Regions from separate parts of the Bicyclus anynana genome. Here region 2 is linked to region 1. A link is a contact called in public Hi-C data. All regions are on one chromosome and are shown on one strand. Each heading gives the region's core, a stretch centred on a gene start, on an enhancer-like site or on the middle of the called end of the contact. The rest is flanking DNA. Distances are from core to core; before and after follow the strand shown.

The links. A called contact is a pair of places that touch in the nucleus more often than the background predicts.
Region 2: a Hi-C map of whole body shows a contact between it and region 1, with 4 times the contacts expected there. The contact joins two enhancer-like sites. A contact is called at or near these places in 2 of 2 Hi-C or Micro-C datasets (whole body and whole larva).

What each region holds. Positions count from the first base shown.
Region 1 is chr4:436,582-443,677 of ilBicAnyn1.1, reverse strand. No RefSeq gene overlaps it. Among protein-coding and RNA genes, the nearest start is that of LOC112048933, 17 kb to the left of the region's middle. Within about 2 kb of position 4,012, at least 8 of the 8 cell types and tissues checked have open chromatin away from gene starts, as enhancers often do.
Region 2 is chr4:530,072-537,544 of ilBicAnyn1.1, reverse strand. LOC112048945 reads left to right here. Exons shown (of 7, transcript XM_024086655.2): 2 at 574-670; 3 at 1,607-1,738; 4 at 2,621-2,752; 5 at 3,992-4,140; 6 at 5,085-5,265; 7 at 6,017-7,473. The coding sequence ends at 6,228. Among protein-coding and RNA genes, the nearest start is that of LOC112048945, 4.6 kb to the left of the region's middle. Within about 2 kb of position 6,099, at least 8 of the 8 cell types and tissues checked have open chromatin away from gene starts, as enhancers often do.

The DNA of each region.
Region 1 (7,096 bases), core at 2,763-5,262:
CATTTTACTAAATAATAGGAAGTCCTTGGGCCTCGATCCAGATTCTTTAAATTTCAGGGCTTGTAGCCATGTGTCACTTCGATTCTTTCTACGATAGCAAACGCTTTGAAAATTTAAAAATGTATGGGAATGACATTCGTCATCGATAGGTCACGTGATCAGCTATCGATCGGGTCTGTCATTCCCATTTTTTTTAGTTTTCGAAGCGTTAGCGTTTGTAGAAAGAGAATCTACGAGCCACATGGCTACATGCCCTGGTCAGGCTGCTATTGGAGCACGTAGTTAGCCCTATTTCGAACTTTTGCCCTGTTCATTGTATAAATTGAAGATGGAGGTCAGTGTGCCGCCGCTGCCGGATCCACTCCGCCGCCGACAACTGACTTTGCTTTATTTATTCCAAAATGGTCGCCATGTTTTTTGTTGATCGCATTATCGTTGTTTTGCATTCAAAACCGCGAATGTGGAAACTAGCTGTTTTGCACCTGACACGAAGAGATTTTGGATTCCATTACGGCACTAGACCATGCGACTTTCTCTTTTTTAAATTATCCAATTTTGAGTAGTGTTAAAGACACATTTTATTAATTTATTTGTCGAATTATAATTTAATGTATTGATTTTTTAGTCGCCCGCATTGGAGAAGTGGTGGGTTTAAGCTCCATATTATTGTCTCCTCTTTTATTAAAAGAGAGAAAAAGCCATGTAGCGGGCCGTTATAAAAGGTTGATAATGATGATTGATTTTTTATATTCCGCATCAAGTTAAGATGGCTATCTCACTTGATGTTAAGTTAAGCTGTCTAAGATAGGATGATAATGTTTTGACTGTTTAATGCTTAGGCTCCACTGCCTTCTTAGAAATAAAGTAACACTAAATGTTTCATAGCCCGACCTAAGGCCTCACGATAGGCTAACCACTGCACCAATAAAGCAATTGGTATACATTTACCAGACGGTAACTAGCCACGACCAACTTGATTCGACCTTTTTTTTGGTCCCGGGGGGAAATCTCTTTCTGAGATATCCGACTCTTGGGGGAGAAGATGGATTATGTGGGACTTACCACTAAAACTCTCTCCGTTGCCACCCTCAGCGCAATTTGTTAGGCTCCGGGACCCAACTTAAACTCGCCGGTGCCTCCGTTGCACTATGCCTCTTGTGCTCGTCTAAGGACTAAGAGTGACAAATTAGTGCTGCTACTACTACGTATAGTCACTCTAGGCTGCTATTATCCCTGTGTCGCATATTATTAGCAGCCAGAACCCCCACTGTAGCCGCTTGCGATACCGAGGTCCCTACTCAAGCGACTACTGATCCGACATAGAAATCGAAACCCAGGAACTCTCTTTTGTTAATGCACCAAAGAGGTCAACAAATAGATAATTGCACAAACTTGTACAGGTTACAAAATAATAGTAATTCCAAATGGCAGGCGACATCTATTTATTTATTGGAACGCATAGCAAACAAAAAAATAGTTTTTGTCCAAGTTTCGGTAGCCGACACTGACAAAGGGAAGGTGCTTCTAATTCTAACAACGGATTGTAAGCTTCAGTTTTTACCTCTACAGCGGAACAATCGACCTACTTCTTTGCACAATGTTAGCAAGCGCTGCAGATTTATTGTTGACTCAGGGATTTCATAAAATAACTAGAAATCAAAATCAAAATACTTAGCCATTTAAATATCACGACGAACAGACTCTAACAGCTCCATAGTACCTATGTATTGTAATTAAATTAAAAAATTACTAGCGGACGCGGACTTTGTCCGCCCTTTGACCTCCTTAATCCGGCCCTATCGCAAAATACGTTCTTAGCGGTAACTATAAGATACCTCCCTGCCAAATTTCGTCGTCTTTGTACATCAAGCGATTGTGGGAATTTCATGATGAGTCCTTTAACATTTATATATAAGATTACATAAATTACATTAATGGTAGCTAGTGAAGGAAAATTATCATACGACGTATATTTCCGTGAATTACATTTTATTCACTTAGTTTTAAATAACTTTTTCTGTAATATGAATATGTTGTATGTTGTATAGAAGTAGTTACTTTGCGGAAGCTTATGAAGGTATAACTAATTAATTTTGATATTTTCTGAAATACCTGAAAAAACAGGGCACCTATTATTTGTAAACAAATGCAAGTTCTCTTTGGATACTAGAATCAATCATGTATCCGATACCTTTAACCTTTAACAACTTAATGAATTTTATTAGAATCATGAACCTTACATGAAGAATGAAACGCTGAAGCACTTTAAAAACTAGACATTAGTGTAAAAACCGAATTGTGTGTAAAACTGCGACACATAAAAAAGCTATTGGCTGACAATATGGACGTGGGCGGGCTTTCGTCACACCTCGCAGACAATAGTAAACAAGACGTAGCGACGAAAGGGGACGCAACTACAAGGGATGATTTAGTGCGAGGAGGTCGATACGTGACTCTGTAATTGGGAATGTTTGCGTCAATTTGCGATAATTGATTGTATGTAAATGTTAAGTCCATTAACGAAGAGAATGTAAGCGATTAAAGTTTGCTGCAAGAAAGCGAAAAATATGATCATAATAATGAAATTATTCAAATATCTAAGTATTGAATTAGGCTCTAGACGATTATGAAAGGCTTTTAATATGAGTAGTAGTTTTTTCTTTGTTTTTATCATCAGCCTATTTTTAACGGTACAGTACAGGACCTGAGGACCTGGTGTTTTAAGGCAGGACATGGTGCTTGGACCCAAGACGTTGCTTAATTGAAAGCTGGTGGGCTTAGAGGCTTAGAGGATAATATTTGACACGGTAACAGTCACTATCAGAAGTCGGTGATAATGAATGATCTCTACTATTTCAGCAGAATTTTTACCAAGCATCTCTTGGAAGTAAGAAATGTTCTATATTTCCTGACCCAAGACCAGCCCAGAACCCAGCCCTCGTGTTCTGAAGCCCCACAGGCTAAGCACTAGACCAACGAGACATTTCAATACATATGGATACAAGGTGAAGATTTTACTTCGCCTATTTAGTTACCTACTTCCTTATTACATACCTACATGATTTCGTGCTATGGTTAACTAGAAAAGCTACCTGCCACCGCCTTGCTTATTACTGCTACCAAGCGGCACTATTGTCTCCCAAAAGCTCAACTGACAGATCACCTTCAACAACCTACTGAGCTATTATCTCTCGTCACACCTTACATCCATTTGTTCCGTATTTTGACTACTAAACAATTGCCCAAGCTACAGGAACCTACCTACCTTGCACAAGAAATCGTCGAGATATAAAAACTATAAATCTCATACCCCATACTGTGTGCGAACAACTAACAAACCAAAATATTTACCTCCATAAACTGCTACCGTCTTATTTTTGTGAGTCCTTTGTCTAACTCTATTGTACAACCTGTCAGCCATGCACTTGTCCGATTTAGATTTATTTGCCTTTACTGAGGAATACTTATTTTATGTAGAATAAAATATTGTTCACCTTGACTAATAAGCCTGTATCCTGCGATGACTGCAGCGAAGTCAAGCATCAAAACTTATAGACACGCCGTCCTTTTTTATAGTAGGTACCTATAAGTATATTATGTACCACGTAGTAGTAGTTGTATGTAGTTTTTACGCGTTATATTTCTTCATACTTCATCTTGAGGTTTTCTAAATTGGTCCAGGTCTGGCTGGTGGGAGGCTTTCGGCCGAGGCCAGTTACCACCATACCGACAAAGACGTACCGCCAAACGATTTAGCGTTTCGGTACGATGTCGTGTAGAAACTGAAAAGAGTGTGGATTTTCATCCTCCTCCTAACAGCCCACTAATTTAGCCCATTTCCATCTTAGATTGCATCATCTCTTACCATCAGGTGAGATTGTAGTCAAAGGTTAACTTGTAAAGAATAAAATTAACACTTAATTACTTAGTCTGTTTTAAGGGTGTACTGCAGGGTCAGGACACCCAGCTTATAGGTCAGAGCGTATATATTGATAAGCCTATGTTCTCTTAGGTCCTCCAGGCTTATGGCAATGGCAAGGGATTTCGTGTTTAAGCTCAACGCACTGTCCCAATGCAGGGTGAAGGGTGATAATGTATTATAACTTTATAACGATTACTATCAAATGACTACGATGGATTTTCTACTGAACTTCATGTGGATCCGACGAATTTGATGGCTACGAAATGTTTTAAAAAATACTGGAAGTAGAATTAATATAACAGTGACATCTATTGTCATTTTTTCGTATTACGATATAACGTGACTGTTATACACACTAACCTGTGATACAAGCTTAGAAGTTCGAACGTTATAGACCAGATGGCGCTAATAGGTGTTAATGTTGATTCTTTATTTTCACAACAGATGGCGCTTTTCGAATTGGTTTAAAAAAGGATTGTATTTTAATTGGTAATCTCATATTATATAAAACCTACCCATTGTTTTGTGCTTAAACTATCTTAAGTTATAATCGGCCTCTGCTAGACATAGGCCTCTTAGAGAAATCCAAACATTCTTGTGTTGAGCTGCCTGCATACAGCAGTCCCTTACAAACAGTTTGTTATCAACAGTTCGGTTCAAGTGGCCATTTTTAAATTTATATTATGTCTATGTCTTTATTTACTCAGTGTGATTTGAGCTAATTTCTGTTAATTATGCAATAAATAAATAAAAGTTTGCAAAAATGTAGCAATTCAGATCACTGGTGTATACCGTATAAGTTTTAAAATTAAAGTCAATATAAACCTCATTACCTTGAGTTAGTGCTAAGCATAGAGTATACATTTTCCGACAAAGAAAAACTTTTCCACTCCTTAAGGGAGTCACGTCCCACTTTCATTCGAGTTTAGAAGTTAGCGGGAGTTCAGCAAATAACTTCTAATGAAATAGAAAAACTTCATCGTGATATTTACACCATATACACCGATACATATTTGAAATAATGTCATACAACTAACCTTCCATTCATTAGAGTAGTTTTTTTCTATGTCGGAGCCAGAGGCGTAGCGTGCCTTGAAGGGGCCCTGTATTAAAATTAGTTGAGAAAGTTAGTTAGTCCAGAGTAAAGTTTCTCAAAAAAGAAATAAAATGCTTGCTTGAAATAAATATAACAGTGGCTTAACTAATGTAGGATCTTTAATTTTTTTGGGCGCTCGCTTAAGCCGGGAAAAATATTGCTTTTTAGACTTTTGTCATTTTTGAAGTGAAACTCTAATGATGGGCAGTTTTTATATGATTTTGAAGTGAAGTTGTGTATTACATTTTACCAATTTTTGCTTTCACATGTAAGGGGCCCCGTATAATTGATATGGCTGACATGGTGGTAGTTATTGCCCCTGGTCTTATAAGAGGAAGTAGATATTACCGTCATATTAATTTCAGGCGCCCAGCCGATTTAGGGACGTGTTCTGATTTGAAGGACAGGGTTGCTGGTGAAACTACATGCGCCCTTGAAGCTAAAGCTCAACCATAATTAAATAAAATATTTATTAACTAATTATGTTAAATATTTAGTTAAATATTTTATTTAACTAATTATGGTTGAGCTTAACTTAACCATAAAACATTATCACCTAAGTTCGCTAACCCGCACTGAAGCGTGGTAATGGGTCTAAGCTCCATACGTTTTCCTATATCTGTCCCTGTTATAACTATTAAAATAGACTAATCATAATGTATGATCATGTGATCTTTGTTGTATTTAATTTAAAGATACAGAGATAAAGTACTAAATATGATAACTACAACAAATTATTAACTACAACGAAATATGATTACCTAAATCTTAGTTATAATAACATTTATAATCAATGTAATTTAAATGTTACCTGAATTTAGTTTAACCTTGTATATTGTGTGAATAGAAATTATATTAAGCATTAGCAACGCCCTGACAGGGCCTTATGTAACCATACTATTAATATTAAGACTACCTGTGTTTTAGTATATGTAGTATAAGTAGGTACATGAATGCTATAAATAAATAAATAAAAAAAGTAACTCCGATTATAAAATAACAGACGACGGTCGATTTCTCGAAAATTGCAGCAGGTAATTTGTTTTCAATTATTCTGAATAATGGCGGGCATTCTGCTGTCATGGCCTTGCAGTTCGTTGACCCGAGGACCTTCCCTGAACCTCGGCACCGAAGGGTCTTTCATATGATCAGGTCGGATAAGGAAAAAGATACAAAGGTGTGTAATTATTTTGTCAAAAATAAATTAGCATCTGCAATTTTATTGTGTATCGATATCGATTCGTAAATTATTATTTTGGTAGTGCCTTAACTGCTGTATATTACAATTAGGTATTTATTGAAAAGAAATCGCATTCTTGACTTTAAATACCGTAAATTGTTTAAAATTACTGGATTCATAGGTCGTAAAACTAAAAAGAATAGGTAGTTAATATCATCATATTAGCCAATGGACGTCCACTGCAGTATACTCGTATAGCCCTTTTGTAGGAACTTCCAAACACGATCCTGAGCCACGTGCATCCAACGAATCCCTGCGACTTTGCTTGATGTCATCAGTCCACCTGGTGGGAGGTCGACCAACACTGCGCTTTCTAGCCCTATTTTTATATTAAAGCCCCATAAACACCTTTGAGCTTGCCCTACAGTCTAGAGCTGGCACAAAGTCAAAGAATGTACAGCGTCATACGGCGTAGAGCATTTGTTACTATGAATTTATTGTTCAAATAAGGTCCAAAATAACAAAGCTCTCGGTAATTAGGGGTCTTGTTAATTAATTATGAACTTTATTTCAATACATTGTAATAGAAATAAAGCAATAATAGTTTGTATTTAATTATCTACGCTGCAATAGATATGTCGTTTGGTGACACGCTACTGAACGAATAGCAAAAGTGACTTAACAAGTGAAATTAGTAGTTACTGGTTCTGACTGTAACAGATGTTGTTTCGGTTGTTCGCACCCTTTCACCCCTACGAACAGTGTTAACGGTGGTTTTTAGTTTTATACACGATAGATACGCTGTATTGGTACTTTGGTACTATTTTTTGTTTGTACAAGATGTTAATTTGTAGGTACGTCATATCGTAGAAACCATTACCTGGTAATTTGATACTAT
Region 2 (7,473 bases), core at 4,850-7,349, 92 kb before region 1:
ACTACTACTACTACTACTACTACTACTACTACTACTACTACTACTACTACTACTACTACTACTACTACTACTACTACTACTTCTACTAATTAATTATTATAAGTTGGGTATTTCTTAATATTTAACCGCTCAATTAATATAATTTACTCGGTTTTGTTGTATCATTATCAACCTATATTTAGCTCACTGCTGAGCTCGAGTCTCCTCTCAGAATGCGAGGGCCAATAATAGTCCACCACCCTGGCCCCTTAGACCATTAATAACGGTCTAAGCCCTGGCCCAATGCAGATTGGTAGACTTCACACACGTGGTAAATTAAGAAAATTATCTGGTAAGGTTTCCTCACGATGTTTTACCTTCACCATTTGAGACACGTGATATTTAATTTCTTAATTTAGTTTAATTAATTATTATTATTTTATACTTACCTATCACCCGACGCCTACGGCACAGTGATTTTGTATTTTTTCTAATAGATAGGTAGATACGAACATAAGAACATAGTAGGTAACTAGGAACATTAGTTTCTATAACACCTGATTCCTAAGTTCATATTACCATGATTTGTTCCAGTTCTCACCATGGGGAAACCAAGACTCTTGGCCAGAGTTCCAGGCTACCTCAGAACAAGCAGTCGTCACAGACAGGCCCAGGTCATCCAGATTTGAGCGTAAGTGATTCTGAGCCCTCGGCCTGGCCTTTATCTCCTCTTCTATAAAATTCAGGCCTGATTATTTGGTTCGTCTTTAAAATTAGCTGTTAATCTTGAATGACTTTATGTTATGATGAGTACCTACACTTTTTACATGGTTTATATTAGCTTCACTTGTAACTATGTATGTATGTAAGAAAATCTTGGAATCTTAATTTGACCCACTTCCCGGTCTTCGATTCGGATGAAAGCACACGCTCTGAGTTCTGATGACAATACATGACTAGCTAAAAAACGTCGTTACAAATCTAATATGGCGGCTTCCCTAAGATAGAGGACTGGCTGTTTGAAATATGGATATACCGCCCCCATGATATGGATATCAAATGTAAGGGTTTGCTGTCAGGAATACGAAAAAAATAGTCACGTGACTTAAATCCAATATGGCGGACAGACCACTTGAAATGCACCCCCATGATATGGGTATCAAGCGTGTTTTTTAGTTTTTTAAACTATTCATGTTATTTTTTAATTGATACTTATTCTTATCGCGATTGCTTATTACGCGGTACTTCGGATTTTTTTTTACCAAACCAGACCATTTGACACACTTCTTGCAGGGTTCTTGAGTGCGTTACGTTAGTTCTACAGTCAGGGTAGGTTTAAGAGGGATCAAATTAACATAATTTATTATTACCAAAACAATTCCAAATTGATTTATTTCAAGTAGGCTTAATTTTCAAGCATTTTGAAAACTTCAGTAAGTAGTTAGGTATTGTTGTGATTAGTTAATTAGAAGAATATAAGGGTTCCAAACATGCCTTGGTCCGAGAAGAGCCTATAAAAAAAAACTCAGCCAGGTTTACCATTTCAGTAACCTAATCTAACCCTTACCCCCCGTAGTGGGGCGAAAACCCATGGGGAAACACACAAGTTTGTATTTAATTGTTTCAGCAACGTCTGTCGGAGTACCCTTCGATGCTGTGAGGGAAGTAGGCTTCGACGCTGTGAGGGAGGAGTTCCAGAGGAACGGGGTCGACTCTCCCTATGACCCGGATGCTTGGGCAGATTTTAACAACAATACAGGTAGGCTTTCGTCATTAGTCTATTGGTATCTAATTGTTTTTAACTGCCTCTTTGGTCCAGGGGTTAGCCAGTTATAGTTTAAGATTACGAGGTACTGGTTTCGAGTTATATTCAATAATATGCATAATTTTTTACTCAGTTATTTTATTGATTAATTATTAATCTACTTTGCTATTTTATCCGCGACAACGTCACGCAGATCCGACACAACACGTTTCACCCTAAAACCGGATCATCTTCGGGTGATGCTCTACAACCATAGACTTATAAAATAGTCAGACGGTATCTCGCTGTCGAACAACTGAAGCACCATAATGGCACCAAGTTTCTATGCGTGAGTGTTAAGTCTATTGCCAGATATAGGAAAGTAATGGCCGGCAGTCTGTCTTCATATTTTAGGCAACTGTGTGTGTGTGAATTTTTCTTCGTCTTTTACCGAAATCTCACATAATGTAAATTCTTCACTTAAACAAAGTGCAATTCAAGAAGTTGTAAACAAACTATTTTTTAAACACCTACCTACTCACCACGGTTCCGCCATACAACCCGTCGGTTTCTTTGGGGTCGTTCACTTTAGCCTAAAATTTGTGTGCTTCGATAAGTGAATTCGGCTTATATTAATTATAATTATCTACTTACCTATTATTTTAAACTTGATTTTAATGATCTTTTATTTTATTACGAACTGGCATCGTTGGAGTGCATCACTCATTAGACGGTGTCTGGACTTTTTATTACGTCTATGTCTAAAACATAGTAGATGTACAACGTTCATATGAAAAGTCATCTAAATACAATGAATACAATGTTTTTCTGAGGTCCCATCCAGTGAATCGGCCACGTACATCCGATAGTATAATGACGCCTCCAGTATTGTTTCAGGAGTGCGTAACATGAGCCCGCCAGCTACGTCGTGGCCGGCTCCAGGAACTTCACCTAACACGCTTCGCCAGGGGAGACATTACAGGAGGCAAAGCTCTGGAGAGGATTGGATGTCGTCTCCAGACTCTCAAGGTAACCTTTATAGCTTACCTTCATATTTCAACTAGAAGAAGAAGAAGAAGATATACTACATACTGTACAAAAACAACGTGTTTTAACCTTAACTACTAGGCATTGGAAGTATAATTTTTAATATACAGTAGCCGACGCCTCTCGGTTTCATCCGCGTAGTTTCCGTTCCCATGGGATAACATATAGCCTATAACACTCAAACAATAATATGTGGCTTTCTAGTGGTAAAAGAATTTTCAAAATCAGCTCCGTAGATCCAGAGATTGAAAATGGTGAAAGAGAATGAATCCTGGCTAAGTTTGTTGTAGGCTCTTCTATACATATACTTTTAATAACTCTGTAGAGGTCAATTCTGTACATGAAATATATTTCCAAAATAACTATCAGGGGTTGCAAGTGATTAGTGATCAATACTGATGCCAAAAATGCAATCAATCAGCAAAATTTTTGTCTGTCTGTCTGTATGTTTGTTGTAGAAACAAAAACTAGTCGACGGGTTTTAACAAAACTTGCTAAAATTACTCCTCCTGGGCAGGTTATAGTATATTTTTCATCTCGCTACGATCAATAGGAGCAGAGCAGTGAAGGGAAATGTTAGGAAAACAGGAGAAGTTACGCCATTTTTACAGCGATACTATTGTAAGGGCTGGACGAAGTCGCGGGGGTCCGCTAGTACTTAAATAAATTTTGATACATTTGTTTTATATGAGGGTATAGATTTCTTAAGAGCGCGCAGTGCGTCGGTACGATATGGATAAAATTCGAAGCCGAAATATGACTTTCACGTGAGTGTAAAGCACGGAGCGATTAATGCGCGACGCAAATTTTATGACGTGAGCGCCAAAACCATTTTTACCTAATTGCAAGTAAATTAAACAACATAACAAAAAAGAAAATGGCCATGTTCAAGATATATACCTAATTTTCTATACAAAACAAAAATTTAAGAAAATAAGTTTGCTTTTCCTGAGATTGAAAGCAAAATGTGAGCAAAACATGTATTTTTCAAAAAAATAAACTATCGAGAAAAGTTTTACAAATTGTGTATTTTGTATAGTCATAACGAAGCTAACACTTTGAAATATCATTTACCCGAATATCAGGCTCCTAACTTTTTCAGAATCTGAGATCCAGAACCATTTGTAACCACCAAATTACATATTGCACACTCTTAAGTCTAGTTTAGTCTCCTACAAAGCTGCAAAGAAGAACCTTGTTCCAATGAGGCTGTTGTGTCAGGGCGGGCGGAGGAAGTGGCCACGTACGGGATAACTGCAGATCAGCTGCGCGTGCTGCAGTCGCTGCCCAACGAGGCGCTGGACTACTTGTTGAGTCTGATGGGCGAGTGGCGGCGCCTGGCGCTGGAAGCTGCGCGCAAGCCTGTAGAAGTGAGTCTTTCTAAAGCTATCATTTTTGTTTCAATTACGAGAAATTTTTACCCTTTATTTGGGCACCAACTAATTTTAAATTACAGGGCCCATCCAAGGCACGCTACGCCACTGTTCACAGATTAAGATCACATGCAGTGCGTAAACGCTCTAAGTGCTCTAAGGCTGCCTGCACACTGTCAATAATTTTGTCAATATTGAAAATATGTAAGCTATAATAAAAAAATATATCTTACTTATATAACTAGGTAAAGTTACATTTACAAGCGAGACGAAGACCATTAAGCATTGACATTTACATTTTTATTTTTTATACTAATGGTGAAACGGATAAAGTAGATAACCGTCGACTATTTAACAAAATCATATACATGATTTTATAAATACGTCTTAAAATACATTGCCTATCAACTTATGGCAAAGGTCATGTGCCTGATGTGATTTCAGTAGCAACTCTTCAGGTCGAAACAAAGCTACATAACAAAGATAATAAACCGTACCTATTTTAGTTTACGTGCTATTTAACTGAGATCATTCTTAAACGTTTAGAAAATTAGGTCCACTGTTATAGTTTTGGAACAGAATAATTGATTAAGTAATTAAGTTTGTCATAGTTAGTGCAATCCAATAGAGTCCTTCTGAAGTGATAACGAAACGAAGAGTTTTTCTTCATTAGGTTACAAGGGACGGCGGAGTGAGCTGGCGGCAGGCGTGTTTCATTCATCTTGAGGCTCTGGTGTTGCAAACCGCATCTTTCTCCAGCCCTCTGTCACCCCGCACCCCTGTAATATGCAAGCGAGGACCAAGTTGTATCATTGACGGATGGCATGTCAAAAACCAAGGCCCTATACAGACCTCTACTTCGCGGAGCACGCAACTAACACATCCTATATAAGTGCTGCTCTGTTCATTAATCCAGTTTACTCATTCCTAAAACTTTGCAGCCGGTAGAGTGCCGCTTCTGCAAAAAGAATGGCGAGGAAGATGCCTACTGGCGCTCGCACCGGCTGCGCTGGAGAGGCAAGCTGGTTTGCCCGGTGCTGCGCCGCCTGGTGTGCAGCCGCTGCGGCGCGCACGGGGACGCCGCGCACACGCTCAAGTACTGCCCGCTCGCCTCTGACGAAGGTACGCTGAACGACTGTCGGCACGTTACTGTGCTGCGCCGCCTGGTGTGCAGCCGCTGCGGCGCGCACGGGGACGCCGCGCACACGCTCAAGTACTGCCCGCTCGCCTCTGACGAAGGTACGCTGAACGACTGTCGGCACGTTACTGTGCTGCGCCGCCTGGTGTGCAGCCGCTGCGGCGCGCACGGGGACGCCGCGCACACGCTCAAGTACTGCCCGCTCGCCTCTGACGAAGGTACGCTGAACGACTGTCGGCATCGGCACGTTACTGCCTCTCGCACATAATACTCGTAGCCGTAAGCAGCGCCGGCCCGAAGTAAATTTTTAAACGAAGCGAGATCCAATTATGGCGCCTCTCATATTTGCTCCTAATAATATGCAGATAACTATACCAAATTATGAGTGTAAAGTAGATCTTGATCATACTCTGGGGTGACCAATTGAAAATCAGGTGCAGTACCATCTACAGTTGACTAGGATTATCATTTACCCGCTCTCTAAATCTCTAAAATATTGGTGTAGTTTACTTAGATCATAGAACAGACAATTCTAAAAGCTAACGCTTCTTCAATCTGTGACTTGATGGTACGACTTCAGGCAACGTTAACGTTACCCTACTTAATTGACAATATTATGGTGCGTCTGTGGGAAGCCTAAAATTAAATGTAACATAGTAATTAATAGATAATAAAATCTCTCAGAGTTTGTTATTGTTAAATTATTCTTCGACTCTTCGTATATTTTATTTACAGAACGCTTGAGATCGACATCTATGATGCAAAGCATTCGTTCCCGCCGCGCGCAGCTAGCGCCATCTCGTGACGTCACCAGCGACTACTACGTGGCCGCGTCCGCGCCGTCCGCCCTCAGCGACAGCGCCAGCTACAGAGTACACGAACCGCTCGCTCCGCAATGGCAAGCCCTAATTGATAGGCTGATCAATATGCCTGATTATGGCCGTTAACTAAAACAATTATTAATATTCACATATCAATAATTGTTGTAGTTAATAATTATTTTATTAGTCATGTCTATCAATTGTGCCAATTATGATGTTCAAAGTAGCCGATAGGTGGCGTTATTAGTTCTATCAAGAAAGATCATGATAATTATAAGTGATTGATTAGTATCAAGTGATACAATTTTTTTTAGTTTTGTTTCATAGATATTTGACTATAGACAGAATTAATGTTATTATAATATTATCGTTGACAATTATCGATAGCCGGATTGTGTTAATACAAGAAGGTTTTTTTTATTATTATACATTTCGTAAATGCGAAATAAAATTACTTTTGTTTATTATATTTTTATATTAAGACTTACAAAATAATCAATTCAAATAATGTACCTATTCATTTACAATACATATCTTCTCAAGTGAATTAATGAATTAGGTACTTAATAAATCATTTTTGTTATATTTTATGAATAATACTGTGAATCACTTTTCAGTGATATACGAGTAGCCTGTCTGATTAACACTGTCTTACTACCTACATCACACATCGTATTTTTTTCTTTTAGTTAAAAAATATTAGCTTTGCGTTTTTATTATTAAAAGCCACTAATATTTGCTCTTTACACACCGACCAATCAAAAATCAAATTCTAAGAATGGGTAGGACAAGAGTCTAACAGGCGGGTATCGAACCCAACACCTTTTGGTTTAATCCTCTACATCTCTATTCCAGTTCTTAGACTGAATTAAAATATAAAAAAAATCATAAAATATTTGTCATTTTAGTTTGTAAAACAAAGCATTTTAGCAAATAATTTTGAATAATTGTGAACTAGAATGCCAACTATGAAATATAAATTTAAAACTTATTAAATAAAATGTTTAATTAAATAAAATATTTTCATCCGGTAACCTGACAGGAGAAGCTTAATCTTACTCGAGACCCTACATCAATAATATTACAAATAAAATATATTTGTCCATGTTTTATAAATTATTTCAAAGTAAATTTATTTTCAGTTTGCTGTTTAAATAAACTAATTTTAAATGATGATTAAGTTGTGTAATAATGTATGTTCCATGAAACACACAGTGTGACAGTGGTCTGATTTTGATAATAATTCTTTTTTTAATTAAATCCCCCGAAGTTGGTTGGAAAAAAAAAGAAATTCCAACCAAAACGGGATGATTATTTCTCAACTCATACATTGTAATGTAAGACTACGGATAACTTTGTATAACTTTCTAA